2 separate regions of the Triticum aestivum genome follow, and region 2 is linked to region 1. The links are chromatin contacts, called in public Hi-C maps. All regions are on one chromosome and are shown on one strand. The core of a region is the stretch at or near the end of the contact, and the rest is flanking DNA. Distances in the headings are between cores, read along the strand shown.

Region 1 (2,700 bases), core at 59-2,558:
TTTTTGTTTTGAATTTTTTTAGATTTTTCTTTTTGAGAACTTTTTTTGGATGAGTTGGTTTTGGGTTGGTCATGAGAAAGCCCAACATCTCAGCTTTGGGCTGACCAAAAGGCCGAAGCTGAGAAAAAAAACTCCTTCCGTCTGCTAAAAAAAAAGGAAAACTTCTCTTTAGAAGAGACCCGGCACCCAAAAAAAAAAGAATGGAACTGAAAAGGAATGGCGGGCGAGGCGATTCCCCATCTCTACTCTTCACTCAAGACGGCCAACGGAAGCCTAGGAACGGTGGCGAGCGTCGCGCCGTGTAAATTTCTTCAATTCCACTTTTTTTTTGAGATTGTCTTGCATTACAGCTGTGTATTACTACTCCTTTGGATTCATCCCATACGAACTGTTTTATTTTTCTGTTCTCATAAACGATCTGAACTGTTACTTTTAGACAAATGCTCGCTTGCGATTTACAGCGGCCTCTGGTGATTTTTGCAGCAATCAATTAGGAACATAGGATATTGGCTCCGACTCATTTGAGCCTCGAGATGCAGTCTCACAGGAATCTTTGTGTGATTTGGGTTTGGGGGGTGGCAGGAGTAACAAACAGAGTGGTACATTCCACGGTTCCTTCTTTTGCGTCAAGGTCTAAAGGACATGAGTTGCCTAGCCGATTTATCTGGGCCGGTTCTTGTTGTCACACAAAGCGGGGGAATGCATTTTTTTTTCTCTCTTGGCGTTGCGATGTTACCTACTAGCCTTTATTGAAACCAAATCAGACGCATGATGCTCCAGCATAGATGGATTAATTCTTCAGTTTTTTTTTTGCGAGGCTAATTCTTCAGTTAGAACTTAGAACCCAAACATTTGATATTTTGATTTGATTTCAGGAAAAACTGAATCCGGCATCTCTGAAGGGATAACTGATTCATCAACTCATTAGTTGTTTGGAAATAGGTTCGTCAATTTATTTTATTTTATAGATGTTTGTATTTTACTTTATAGATGCTATATAGAGTGATTCTACAATAATACTCCCTCCGTAAAGAAATATAATAGCGTTTAGATAACTATTTTAGTGATCTAAACACTCTTATATTTGTTTACAGAGGGAGTATGTTTTACTTGACTTACCAGGACCTATAATTCTGCTAACTGCTGATAGTTGAGGAGCCAAAGAAGGGTCTCATGGAGGTTGGGAACTGCTTACCGCGTGCTTTTTGAGGCCTAGTTATGAACAAGGCATTTCTTGATGTACCAGGTCCATGGCCCTTTTTAATTCCCTCCAATCCTCACCTAACATTCTTTCACACAACATATATAAGCACATATGTTCAACCATGGAAGTTTTGGAAAGCTTCATACAACTGTGCAGTGACACCACTGACATGGCCTTTCCCAAGCCATCTCTAGTGCTATGCTCTGTTCTTACTTTACTGAGCCTAAATCGCGGTCCATCTCATGTATCTGCCAAGGTTTATATGGTGGTGATGGAGGATGATCCAGTTGTTTCCTACAAGGCAAGCCGGAAGGGTGTAATGTACGTGATCTCCATCCCTGAATCTTTTTACTTTGTTATCTTTTGAAAATAACTCATATTGATGGAATTTCATCCAGGAGAGGCGAGGAAGCTCAAAAGTACAAGGAAATGTCCACGACGAAGCACGACGCCTTCCTGGAATCATTTCTGACCGTAGGATCTTACAAGAAACTGTACAGCTACACTCACCTGCTTAATGGCTTTGCTGTTCATGCAAACTCTGAAAAGGTGCTCTTTCTAGCCTATAAAGTGCATAGTATTGTTTTAGGTATATTATCTGTTAAACAAACAAATTAGAAAAGTCTACTTACAACCAATATGGAATAGATAGAACATGCTGAACAGACAGTGATTCTCTTGCCAGTCTCAGTAGTATTTCCAGGGTAAAATTTGAAGGAAGTTTTGCCATACAACAATAAATGATGCTGAATTCAGTATATGCGTGAAGATAAAATAGTAGAGAAAATTTGAAAGAAGTTTTGCTATAGTTGAATATCATCATGAGTTATTTTGCTGAAAAGCCAGATAATCTGCTCCAGTTTGTCTTTTGAGCAATTAACAGTCTTTAAGTTGTTCGATTATCATATGATTCTATGTATCTTGAAACATGAATCCATAAGTTTACATGGAGACGAGCAACACAGCATCAATTCACATAAAACTATAATATAAGCGCATTTGTTCTGAACCTGACATGCTTGAAACTTCTTAGTTCTTATGCCCTATCTTTTTGCAGGTTATTCTTTCTGAATTTTGACAAATAGGAATAGTTCAGTTGTCTCTGTTGAGGCTTAAACTGGCTGCCTCTCTCTTTTGTTATATGTGCAACAGGCGGCTAAAATTCTTAGAGGCGCAAAAGGAGTTAGACTCGTTCAAGAAGACATCAAAATGGCCAAGATGACCACATACACTCCAAAGTACATTGGAGCCAGTGGGGTATGGCCACTGCTTGGTGGTGCTGAGAATTCTGGTGATGGAATAGTCATTGGCATGATTGATACTGGCATTGACCCCCAAAACCCAAGCTTTGCCAGCTTCTCGAACCAATCAAAGCAGCCACCTTCCAATTTCAAAGGAATGTGCCGCTCTGGGGATAGATTCCCTCCTGATTCATGCAATGGTAAGATAGTGGGAGCTAGGTGGTTCGCGCGCGCTGGTCAAGCAACTGGAGAGTT
Region 2 (2,829 bases), core at 213-2,712, 150 kb after region 1:
TCCCAAATAACAAAGATAGTAGTATGAGCCATAATTCAGCTGGTTCTGGTACAACCGTTTGGCCAGAAAATGATGTTTTGAGGTGTGCCACTGGGTATTTGTTGATCGGAGTCTACAACCATACATAACAAATTTAGATTGCGACATTCCTTACTAATCTTTTTTCGAGGGGGTATTCCTTAGGGCATGTACAATGGTTGATAAGATAGTCTTATCTTAAGTCTTGCATGTAATCTAGAGATGACAAAAAACAGAGTCTACAATGGGTCATCTCTTAGCCTTATCTTCAATAACTAGCAATTCCTAAAAACGTGTTGAGACATATTGTGCTAAGAGATCATCTCTTGTCTTCTCTTAAATAAGATAAGACAAGCCTTTTCTTATAAGTTCTCTCTCCTCCACCTCATCATTTATCCTACGTGGCACTCCTAAGATAGAACCATTGTACATGCCCTTACTAATCCGGGCTAGTCCTACAGACGACGCGCAGCACCAGTCAGTCCTTTCCCACCGTCGCATGAAGACACGGCCACAGACAGAAACGGGGGACTGGACGACCCGTGATCCGTTCCACCAACTCAGGAGAAGCGAGGCGCGGCGCGGTGCTGGCACTGACTGTCTGCACGGATACGTCCATTCCACGGCCTCCGTCCACATCCGCGTTGCAGCAGCAGTTTCACTTGGAGTGAAAGGCTTGCTCCTCCGAACTGGGCATTTTCCCGGGGAGGCGCTTCGCGGGGCGAGATGCACCCTGGCCAGATGGTCCTTCTCCTCGTTCACTCCCCACCGTCCTTTTCACTGTCAGGGGGGGACGAGGCCAAGTTCGCCACCCCACCGTACTCTTGCAGGCAACGCAGCCAGGGATCACATGGCATTCTCCGGGGTGGGGAGCGCAGAGAATCCAGCCGGGGCGGAGGAGGAGATAGATGCAAACAAAAATCAACGGGAGGAAGGAAACACACACGTTTCCGACTTTCAGTTGAGGCAGATGGACGGACCTACGCGAAAGCGAGAAAAACAAACGCGAAAAGCGCGCCGGAAAGGTCGGGCATGGGATGCACATGCCCTGACTGGCAGGTGGGCCATCAAGTAGTACCAGCACACCGTCCGGTTGGACCAACGAACGAACGAGCGAGCATCGCCCCTTCCCTGGCTCGCGTGGGGCCCCGATTTTCCTCGCTCTACACAGCTGTGACCCGCGATCGCGAGTAATTACGCTCCAAAACTGCCAAGGCGTGCTGCAGGATCCATCTAACTAATCTCGTCGGCTCAACTCAACTCAGAAAAGAAAAAGAAAAAACTAATCGTCGTCTGGTCCCAGTCATCTCACACGCAGCGGCGTGATCCGTCCATCAGACGGAAGAAGAGGGCCGGTGCACGTTAATGGCCTGCTCGGTCGTTGTTCATGCGCGCCCCTCCCTCACTCCCTCCCTATTAATATCCTCCTCCTCCTTGGGCCTTGGCTCCCTCCAAACAACCGGAGCTCGCGTCCCCCTCGATCTCCGGACAAAAATCCGCCCTTTTTACGCCCGCCTTGCCCTTTCTGGCCGCGAGAGCCCCACCCCCACCACGATCTCGCCCCCTCGCGTGCGCGTGTTTCCGTCGCCCCTTGTCTGTCCCTTTCGCCCGATTTCCTTGCGGTTGAGGAGGTTGTTGGAGCGGGCCGGGGAAGAAAAGAAGTTAGCCCGCCGCGCCGCGCCTCGCCGCGCCGCCGCCGCAGCCATGAACGCGCTCGCCGCGACCAGCCGCAACTTCCGCCAGGCCGCCCGGCTGCTCGGCCTCGACTCCAAGCTCGAGAAGAGCCTCCTCATCCCCTTCCGCGAGATCAAGGTCCCGCCGTCTTCTCTTCTCTCTTCTCTCTTCCCTCCTCTCCTCGCCGCCGACCGGACCTTGACTTTGTTTTGCTTATCATCTTGGGTTCCTTTCCTTCGCAGGTCGAATGCACCATCCCCAAGGACGACGGCACGCTGGCCTCCTTCGTGGGCTTCCGCGTGCAGCACGACAATGCCCGCGGGCCCATGAAAGGTGGCATCCGCTACCACCCCGAGGTGACGGGATCTCTTCTCATCTCCTCGTGGGATTGTCTTGCTACTTCTGTCAATTTGATTGCGATTTCTCCTGAAAGCCTAAAACAAGACGCATCGAAATAGCTCTCAAAAAAGCGATTGTGACCCTAAAAGAATAAGCAAATTAACACACGCAAAAATTGCTGGATTGCTTGCCAACCTGGCATGCTTTTACATCCATTGCTCATGGTCAACGATGTCATTGTTTCTTTTTCAATTCAAAGATGTGGATCCATGGTGCTTGGCATTCTTAGGTTATTTTTGTATGCTGTGTCCAGCTCTGCTACTTGACTTTCGCCTGTATGCTTAGTTTAGGACATCATGTAGATTCTCCTTGCTGTCATTTTGTCAGGCAAATGATTTGAAGCTATAGAATCCTTTTTAATGAGAGCATGCAATGCTCCTCTGTTATTACAAGCTCATATTTCTGTTGTTAAACTGTCGAAACAACCTGGCATATCTTCGAAGTCGTTGATTCTGTAACGCTCGACAAAATAAACTGTTATCGATGACGACAAAAGAATGTCTGGTGCTGGATCTTGTTATCCGTTGAACCAATATTTTGTCGGTTATTTGACTGAATTACCTTTTGTAAGTAAGCGCTATTTTATACGTTGATTGTGTAACGAGCAGCATATAGACTGTTAACGACAATGACAAAAGAATGTGTGCCCGGTCTTGTTATTCGTTGATCCAGTATTCTGGTGATATTTTGCAAGCCTAGAAAATTTATATCTTTCAAAAAATGCTAATTCATTTATAG

The links. Hi-C and Micro-C count contacts between places; a contact is called where the count stands out from the background.
Region 2: a Hi-C map of leaf shows a contact between it and region 1, with 3 times the contacts expected there. The contact joins the promoter of LOC123046199 here to the promoter of LOC123046197 in region 1. A contact is called at or near these places in 2 of 5 Hi-C or Micro-C datasets (both in leaf).

The regions. Positions count from the first base shown.
Region 1 is chr2B:590,536,255-590,538,954 of IWGSC CS RefSeq v2.1, forward strand. It overlaps LOC123046197 (subtilisin-like protease SBT2.5), which reads left to right and starts at 1,309. Exons shown (of 8, transcript XM_044469505.1): 1 at 1,309-1,525; 2 at 1,603-1,753; 3 at 2,357-2,700. The coding sequence starts at 1,326.
Region 2 is chr2B:590,690,431-590,693,259 of IWGSC CS RefSeq v2.1, forward strand. LOC123046199 (glutamate dehydrogenase 2, mitochondrial) reads left to right here and starts at 1,463. Exons shown (of 9, transcript XM_044469506.1): 1 at 1,463-1,830; 2 at 1,935-2,048. The coding sequence starts at 1,723.